2 separate regions of the Bos taurus genome follow, and region 1 is linked to region 2. Evidence: chromatin contacts called from public Hi-C data. All regions are on one chromosome and are shown on one strand. The core of a region is the stretch at or near the end of the contact, and the rest is flanking DNA. Distances in the headings are between cores, read along the strand shown.

Region 1 (4,865 bases), core at 1,370-3,869, 35 kb before region 2:
CCGCAAAGCAGGAGACCTGGGTTTGATCCCTGGGTTGCGAAGATCCCCTGGAGAAGGGAAACGCTACCCACTTTAGTATTCTGGCCTGGAGAATTCCATGGACTGTATAATCCATGGGGTCACAAAGAGTTGGACACGACTGAGCAAGCTTCACTTTCACTTTTTTTTTCCTTTGGTGAAAGTGGAGTTTTTCTGGATGTGGCATTAAATTGTAAGCAAATACAAATGGTATATACTTGAATACAGTTATCTGTTTCAAAATACAGCTGTCCGAGTGTACTTCTGATAGATAAAGTAGCAAGTGTTTTGTACTGTGAAATGAAGTCGCCTCCTCTCTGATTCACACTCAGGTTTAAACGGGCACAGATACTTTAGATAGGAAATGTCCTATGCCGTGTGTACATACAAATGAGACAGCACTGAGCAGAGCAGTAGGAAATGCTGCTGTCATGTGAGGCACTAGATAAACCCTTTGTTACTATCATACACACCTTCTTTGCCTCAGAGAACAGTTAATTATGGGACTGGTCTTTGGTCCTAGTGATTGACAGCCATTTTCTTAATGTTTACGAAGTGGGGGGAAGTGTTTCCTATAAGTAACTCCACATTCTTTACAAGCGTTAACAAAGTCTCAGGCTGATTCTGACTTGATGGATTGCAGTTGTCTTCGTTCTCTGCTGGAGACTGAGCCACATGAAGGCAGCCACCCGGAATGGGACTTGCGCGCCAGGCTCTGTGTCCACCTGCACGTCTGGCCTTCTTCCACAAAGCCGAAGAAGGAAGTTTTATTATGGTTAGCCTTATCCCTTTAGGATGAGACTCCCACTTTAAAATGATAATAAGGTGTAGGAGAAGTTGTTAAGCTCCTTGAAGACCAGGCTTTATTCCTGTGCCGGACGACCCACTTTCTGGCAGAGTGCCCAAGGCAGTGTAAATGCGGGATGAGTTAAAGGATTAAAGGAGGTCATTCAGTAAAAGGCAAGTCACCTTTAGAAAAAAATGCTGGGTAACTGCAAAGCACTTTCTTGTGTGTGACATCATCAAAAAGAGTGAGTGGCCTTGAGGAGAGCATTAACACGCCCCTCTGGGTAAGCATTGTAGAGGGGGAAGGAACAAGCCACGGGCCTAGCTTGATGAGAAGCCACGGGCCTAGCTTGATGAGAAGCCCGTCTGCGGGTCTGAACGATGACACAAGGACAGCTTTCTTGGTTAAATCGTTATAAAGTGGGGTCTGTGAGACACAGACCGGTGGACTTGTGATTGCTTGGTTTAGATGCTGAAGTTCTGAGAGGAAGGGCCAGCTGCTCTCCAGAAGGCGCAGGCATTTGGTGGTGTCTTCAATCAGGACAGAGCACAGGAGGAGGCTGCCATATCAGGCAAGGTGGGCAGGAGTTAAAACCCATTCCCCAGTGCTCAGGGTGTGAGATAGGAGGTGGTTGTCTCTTTGAAATCGCTGCAGGAATCACAGTAGGTATTTTAAGAAATGTACCCAGTACTCAAACAGCAATACTTATAATCACAGGAAATTGCTTTTAAATTAGTCCAGTTGCACTCAGGTATGACAGCCTATGATGAAACTTAGCCACGGAAAAACTTGGGTTGGGAAATCCTGCACTTGATTCTTGACAGAAAAGCGATAGCAGCTCCATCACTGTGGTCATTTAATACAGCCTAAGCCCTTCACCACATGTCACCAAACAGTCAGGCTCTGTGCGTGATGGGGAAGAAAGCAGTGTTTTGAAAGCATATGCAGTTCTACCAAAACTGTACATGTTCCCCTTTTTCCAACTGCGTTCTTTTCATCATTCCAGGTGTGTTCAAGCTGTAACCTGTGACACCTTTACCTGTTTAGGTCATAGCATTGTCAGTGTTTTCTTGGGTTTTAAAAATAGATCTGTTGGAGGGAGGGAAGTTGAACCTGCTTGGTAACAGGGTGGGTAGGCACAGGCACACAAGCGAGAAAGTCAAAATCACGGTTTCCATGGTAATGTTTAACTTGTCTGTGTCGTACACATTTCTCAAGAAATACATTCAACAGACTACCCAGTGATAAAAATTGCTCCACCGCCACACAGAGGTAGATTTCCCAATGAATTCCTCTGTTGTAACCAGCCCTGGTCAGGGAACTCAGGTCCTGAGTCCTGACCTCTGAAATCGGCATCTTTTTTGAAAACGGGAGGGGGGCGGGGTGGAATTCGTTTCTGTAGGATTGATTCCATCTCCTTCCTTTCTCCTTGTTAGATATATGTTGGGGAAAGGAGGAAAACGGAAGTTTGACGAGCATGAAGATGGGCTGGAAGGCAAAATCGTGTCCCCGTCAGACGGTCCGTCCAAGGTGTCTTACACCTTACAGCGCCAGACTATCTTCAACATTTCCCTTATGAAGCTCTACAACCACAGGCCCCTCACCGAGCCCAGCCTGCAAAAGACCGTGCTCATCAACAACATGTTGCGGCGCATCCAGGAGGAGCTGAAGCAGGAGGGCAGCCTGCGGCCCGCGTTCCCCGCCTCCGCGCCGCCCGCCGCCGCCGCCGACCCGCTGGGCTCCAGCTCCCGGGAGGCGCCGCCCGCCTTCAGCCAGCCCGCTCCCGCGCCCTGCGAGCTGGGCGGCGCCGCGGCCCTGGAGGCCTGCCTCACCCCCGCCTCGCTGCTCGAGGACGACGACCCGGACACCTTTTGCACTTCGTCGCCGGCCGCCCCCGCCAGACTCGCGCCTCCCGCCCTCCTCCCGCCGGAAAAGGACAGCTTCTCCTCCGCCCTGGACGAGATCGAGGAGCTCTGTCCCACATCTACCTCCACGGAGGCCGCGGAGGCCGACGGCCCGAAAGGGGACTCCTCCTCCGGGGGGCCCGGCGCGCCTCAGAGACCCGAGGGGCTGCAGGAGGGCGGCCGGCCCGAGGACCCGAAACTGATGGACTCCCTGCCTGGCAACTTTGAGATCACCGCGTCCACGGGCTTCCTCACAGACTTGACCCTGGACGACATCCTGTTCGCCGACATTGACACGTCCATGTACGACTTCGACCCCTGCACGTCCGCGTCGGGGACCGCCTCCAAGATGTCCCCCGTATCGGCCGATGACCTCCTCAAGACGCTGGCCCCCTACAGCAGCCAGCCCGTCGCCCCGAGCCAGCCTTTCAAGATGGACCTCACCGAGCTGGACCACATCATGGAGGTGCTGGTCGGATCCTGAGCCCCGGGGCCCCCGCACCTGCTCCCCACCCCACCCCCCGCACCCCGACAGCTCTCCGCACTGTGCATGCACCCTTGCTTGCCTTTTTCTGAGAAGAACATTCTACAAAAGGACCACACTAGTTTTTGCTTTGAGCAGAGTTGGAGTGCCTTCATCCAAGTATGACCACTTTTAATATGCTTTTTTTGAGTGGTTCCTCAGAGACCTACTACCCGGGAATAAGAAAGAATACATTTGAAGACGATGTGGCTGTGTTGAATGACAAAAACAGTTCAAGTGAAGCACAAGGAATAAGTTGGGAAAGCTGTAAATTGCATGTGCATATTTGTCTATTTTTTCTATAAGTTTTATTGCAAGAGTTAAAAAAAAAAAAGAATATATATATATATTATTTAGATAATCTCAGTACCTTTTCCGGCATTTTCGCCCTGTATAGGTTGACTTGGCAATTCAGCCTTTTTAGAGGCATTAACTACTCCTCGTAAGTGTTGCATTTACATGGCTGTTTAGAAACTGCTGCCCAAATTTATTTTATATTTTTGTACAGATTCTGCAGTTTATGATATTGTTTTTCTAAAAACAAATGCTGTTTATACATATGAGATAGCTATTTTGATAGGATTTGCTCACATAGTTCCTGCAAACTTCAGATGTACAAGTTGCACTTGTACTTTTATAGAGTTGTAATGTTTTATATGTGTTTGGTGCAAAGAGAAAATTGGATCAAATCAATCCGCAGTTGATGTCCCCAGATGCAAACACACACACACACACACACACACACACACACACACACACAGCGCTTTAAAAAGGGCCAGGAGATATCACACCCAAATTTCATGAGCACTGACCCCCTGGCATGAACACCCGCCAGCACTGTGACTTCCAAAGCCAGAGCCACGTGTGCTCATCAAGCTTGCATTAAGCAGTTGGCGGGAGGCAGCCATGGAGCTCTGGGTTTACATGATGGTTCTCTTTCGCTCGCTCTCTGAAGGGGAAGGCTACCAAGTATTCTATTTATGCCAAGTCTGCGCTTTTAATTGTTTTTATTTTTTTTTAAACAAAACCCCAGATCTTTCCGTTTTTGGCATAATTTTTATGAAGACCTGAAATTTTACACAAGAACAGAATTTTATGAAAAGCGACCAACCTCTTCATGGAACTAAACCCTATTGCAATGTTTAGGGCTCACCAAGAAGGAACTCTTCCCCTGGAAGGCATCCATCATGTTGCTCAGTTGTCTTTTCTGGCTTCCCTTCCCTAGAGCTTTCATTCCCTCTGTTGCTAAGTGCTGAAAATGGCACCGTCACGATCACCACAGTGAGCCTGACTCTCCTCGGCCCAGCCTGGGATGCACTCGTGTGACGCCCATGGCTCTTGAACCAGGAGTTGGCCCCGTTACATCACGGCCTCTTATCTGGTTGCTTTCTCGAATCAACTGCTTTAACTTCACTTTACAAGGCTGTTTTACCCAAATACACAGGACTGTCTATGCATGTCCCCCTCTGCCCCCACTTTGCCATCCTCTCTCTGCCAGGAGAACTAGCTTTTTATTCCTAGTGATCTACTTTTAATTTTAGAATGTTTGCGATGTATCATGCTTGTTGCCGAAATTGTTTATGGCCTTTCTGTATCAGTTTTTTCTTTTCTTCCGATGGTACTTCTGCTGGTT
Region 2 (4,798 bases), core at 2,014-4,513:
ACCTTCTAGGATGGGTTCTGGCTGAGCAACCCTGTTTACATTCCACCTATCTTCCAAGCTCATCACAAGACAGTTAAAAACACTGGCAGGGCGTCAAAGGTCACCTTTGAGGGAAATGCCAGGGAGGGTTCTCTGAGGTCTCACTGGATGATTCCAGGCACCACCGCCATGGCCTCTCTCTAAGCCTCTTCAGCATCTCCTGAGCCCCCTCGTGGAGCTCAGCTACTTCTGCAGCCCCGCCATTCAGATCAAGAGTCAATTGCTCATAATCCTTCTGTCCTGAACAGCTGGCCTGCTGGTCCTTATTCATTTTATTGAATCAGGTGTAGCGTCAGAAGCAGTCCTGTTCCCTGTAAGGCTCCCAAGTCAGGTGAGACACATTGTGGGTACCCACTAAGAACCTGGGGCCCTAAGCAATAATAACAACGATAATGATTAATGAAATAATAATATGTTACATCACTCAGTATTTATTGTTTCCAAGTTTGTGCAAATTTGTTTAACAAAAGTTCTTTCTTTAATTATCCTAAGAGGACTGTTTTTGTTGATTTTTTTTTTTTACTTTAATGCTGATCCCCATTTGGCAGACTGATTCCTAGTTTCACAGTTAAGAAGTGGCATACCAGGGTTCAAACTCCAGTTGCCTCATTCCTGCTTCTTTCCCAGGAGCAACGTTCAGCCCGCATTTCAGGGTTCCTTAGCCGTGAACGCTTGAGGACAGCTGAGAAATCCTGGAACAGCCAGGGCCCAAGAGCCAGTGGTGTGCTTCGTTCCCTACCAAGTTCTGTGTTGAAATGATTATCCTTAGTAATAGCTCCTGCCCCTTCTTTCACAATCTTCAGAAGCACACCACAGGGCGGTTCAAAGTCGAGCAGGCTGATGCGTCACCTTTGATGGAAGTGCCTGGGAGGACCCTGTCCGAGAGGCCAGCCCGCGGAGCTAAGTAACCTGGTGGCGAACACTCCCCTGCAGTCAGGAAGATGTTCAGGCTGTGTGGCTTTCTTGTCAGCCCTTAGGGAAATGGCTTCCTGGTGGGTCCCCACTCTGAGCTAGGCTGGATGTTTCTCATCTTTGTTCCTCTCTCAGGGCCGATTGCTCACCCATCTTCCGGTCGGCAGAGGGTGATATTAGATAAAGACCAGCTGTTACTGGTGGGCTGTGCCCACGTATTCTACCCCAAATGCATCCCTTCAGTAGGTATCTGGTGACATAGGGCCAATGAGGCCCTGCCTGCCTCACAGATGTTAGGTTCCAGCCACAAGCCCCAAAAAAACCTGGGAAAGAAGGATCCAGTTTTCACTGAAAATGAAGCTTTCCAGGGCTGCTGACTAAGGAGTTTTCTTTCCAAACATCTGAGAGAGCAAACAGATTGTAAATTAAGAGGGAGTTACAAGATAGTAACTGAAGGGAAACCAAGCCGCCCAGCTCTCTGGTTGTGGCTGGTGTGGCACTGATGGGATCCAGGCGGCCAAGAAAGGTGACTAAGCAGGCGGGCGAGTGGGTGGGAGGGGACCGGGGTGCTGGGGACTGCGTTCAGGCTTCTTCCTTGAGCCAAGGGGCACTGGTTTCTTCTGACAGGAGGTGGAACACTGGTCTATGTCTTCCTGTGAGCCAATGAATTAGTGATTCCCACCCAGATCAAAGTTCAGTCTCCCAAGGCAACTCAGCAAAAATAAAGTGAAACAAATTCTCACCCACTCAAACCGGTCTTCCCATGACCAAGGCATTAAGCCTGGATTCGGACGGGCCTTGAGTCACACTTCGCTACTCCTTCAGAGTGAAAATACTGGTTTCAGTCAAATGTCTCCATTCAGCTGAAGCTTGGATTTATTAATGGGAGGAGGGCCCCTGGCATAGTCGTCTCTGGCAGTCATCCTGTGGATTTGGGGTGCTGGGGCCGTACAGGGGAGCCTGCCTCAGAACAGAAAAGTCAGGAGCAACTCCCTCTGCTGTGACCACACCACCTCCAGCCCTAACTCAGAAGTCCTGCTTTGGAGAACAGAAGAGAAAAGGAGCGGTGGATATTGGAAGCAGACAGTTGGCTGGGCAAGTTTCAACATGGGCATGCCTTCAGTTTTCCCTGTTGTGTCCCTGAATTCAGTGACTGTCAGTGTGACCCTGTCATTCAGGGATATCAAGCTCTGTCTGAGGACCCCCAAGTCCGAGCACACCCAGGCCTTACTCAGGAACTTACTGCCCATCACCACCCACCGAGGGCCCCTCTGGGGAGAGGTCAGGATTCTGGGTTTGGGAATCTCCTTACAGAGCCATGAGCTTTCCAAACAGGAAAGGGGTGGGCTATGGAGCCATGCCCCAGGAGCACCTGAGATCTCCCCATGTCCAGCCCTTACTTGCTGCTTGTTCAAGGCAGGAATCAAGGCCAAATCATACCCAAACAAATAGCTTTCAGCAAAACCAAAATCCCACGGGGTTGGTGTTGGTGTTAGTTTCAGAGCTTGGAGAATCGAGTCAGTGATCAATGGAACAGGGTATCTGGAGAAAAATCAGACAGAATATGAGGCAAAGCTCTCATATTTGCAGGCCAAGGCACAGGACAGATGCTGGAAGGATCCCTCCATTTCGCCGAGGGGCTCAGTACTAACTGGTTCAAGATGCAAACAAAGTGAATGTCTGCCAGGGACCGTGGGCCCGATCGGAGCCAGACAGGGTCCCACCCTTGAGGAGCTCACAGCCTGAGGGAGCGAGGAGCAAGGCCACAGGTGACTTGACAGCCCTCATCACACCATGAAGCTTTTGGGATCAGATAGACCTGGCTTCTAGACTCTTCTGCTTCCTGGCTGAGTGACCTTGGGGAAATTACACAGTGTTCCAAGTCATGGTTTTATCCCCAGCAAACTGGGGTGAGTAGTGTTCAGGGACCTCTTAGAGTTCCAGGGAGGATTCTGAGGGCGTGTGTGTGCAAAGCGCGTGCCTGGCACCCAGTGGCACTGCTAGTAATGCAGGCTGGTTGGATGACAATAATGTAAACCTCTTATTATCAGAGAACCCTGCCAAGCGCCCAGGGTGGCAGGAGACCAAGCAACTGGTGTTGGGGATGAACGGGGCAGGGGAGGGGCAACCAGAAAGGCTTCCGGGGGTGACGCTGGCCCCGTGGTAAAGAAGAGCGACCCTGGGAGGGGGCATTTGGGTCCTGGAGAGCAGCTGGCCATCCTGGCAGAGCCTGCCGCACATGGGTGCAGCCCCAGATGTTTTGTGATACACCGAGCGAGGAGTTCAGACTTTGTCATGAGGGCAAAGGAGCACCGGGAAGGCTTTCTGATAGAAGAGCACTCTGCGCTCTGCCAAAGGTTAGATGCGAAGGGAGGCGAGGTGGGGTGAGTCAGCATGGGCTATCACAGTGGTCACTCAAGAGACTCTGGGGGCCTGAAGATGGAGGAGATGGGGGTGTAGGAGGCATCACTGGTAGGAACTCCAGGTCTGAGAGGATTAGGCATGAGGCAGGAGAGCAGGCCCTGAGCAAAGGTGGGGTTTGGATGGTTAATGGGGACAGGCCACCAAGGCCAGGGGTGAGGGTGTGCAGGCAGGGGCAGTGCAGCTTTGTGGTGCACATACTTCGATACAGAAGTCTGTGGGATCCTGGGTGGTGGTGGCGGGTTTCAGAAGCCTGGGATAGGGCTGGGGAAGGGGCAAGGATGAGGAGCTCGATCAAGACTGTGTGTTACCTGTTTGGGCTGAGGACCCATTGGGAAACATTACGTCGGCAACCAGGGAGCCCCTTTCCCGAGGCAGACGCAGCACCCACTGACCTTGTGATTTTCTGTGGCTCTAGTCACTGACCCCCAGGAGAGAGGTCACCACATGGGGACAGGAGCGTGAGCGTGGTCCAAAGGTGGGTCGAAAGGTGGAAGCCAAAGGAGCCGACGTCGCCACTCACACTCTTGGTCAGGGTGGGTAAGGGGACCATTGTCTAGTCCTTAAATCCTAGTTTTGGAAAGCTGAAGGAAGGGAACAGTTCTTGAAAGTGGTAAATCTAAAATAAAATATATGAAATGATATGAATTCTAGCTTCAGAGATTGTCCTGTTGAAAAGATAAGGTAACATGATGGACAACGGAGACATGAGACACGGAGGGCATCCAGGGACTGTGGATGTCAGGCGGCCTTTCTGACTTACTGTCGGGAGGACAACCATTGCTCCCAGCCTCAGCCTTTTCTCTGTATCATCAGTGATGGAGTGCTGACCTGGACGAAGGATGATAATACAAAATTATTTACTGAGTGCTTCTTATGTGCCAGTGACTCTATGGATTATCCTCATTTAATCTCCCATCCTGAATAGATGCTTTTATCTCTTACTTGTTTTACCATCCTTACACTTTGGGAGCACCAGGGCACAGACATTAAGCTGAGTGAAGGAAATGCTCAGGATGTCCATGAACTGCCCAGAAGCAGAGTGAGAAGGATTTGGCAAAGCTTTGCCTGCTCTTAGGATCCGTGGGCAAGATGGAGAAATGTGAGTGTCCCTGTGCTGGGAAGATGTGTCCAAGTCTTCCTGGCGCTCTGCAAGGGGAGTTGTGGGGATTTGTACAGCTCAATATCTGGGTCGGTGATTGGATCACACAGGTTATTTGTCAATCTGTGGATGACAAAGCTGAGGAAGGAGGGGGAGACTACATGCTAGATGGTACAATTAAGATTTGATGAGATGGACAGGCTGAAATAGTCATCCAAAGCTAACAGGGTAATGTTGTAAAAGGACAAATGAAGAACTGTTTTTGGTTCTTAGAAACTCAAGGACACAAGTAGATGATAGAGAAAATCTGGCTTGATGGCAATT

What was found. Hi-C and Micro-C count contacts between places; a contact is called where the count stands out from the background.
Region 1: a contact with region 2 is called in a Hi-C map of liver, with 1.7 times the contacts expected there. The contact joins two enhancer-like sites. A contact is called at or near these places in 2 of 11 Hi-C or Micro-C datasets (liver and skin fibroblasts).

Annotation. Positions count from the first base shown.
Region 1 is chr11:63,037,510-63,042,374 of ARS-UCD2.0, reverse strand. It overlaps SERTAD2 (SERTA domain containing 2), which reads left to right. Exons shown (of 3, transcript XM_010810111.4): 3 at 2,242-4,865. The coding sequence ends at 3,193. Among named protein-coding and RNA genes, the nearest start is that of TRNAS-GGA, 75 kb to the right of the region's middle. Within about 2 kb of position 2,619, at least 18 of the 102 cell types and tissues checked have an H3K27ac peak or open chromatin away from gene starts, as enhancers often do. A contact at or near this core is called in liver, where this site is marked.
Region 2 is chr11:63,003,421-63,008,218 of ARS-UCD2.0, reverse strand. No RefSeq gene overlaps it. Among named protein-coding and RNA genes, the nearest start is that of TRNAS-GGA, 41 kb to the right of the region's middle. Within about 2 kb of position 3,263, at least 15 of the 102 cell types and tissues checked have an H3K27ac peak or open chromatin away from gene starts, as enhancers often do. A contact at or near this core is called in liver, where this site is marked.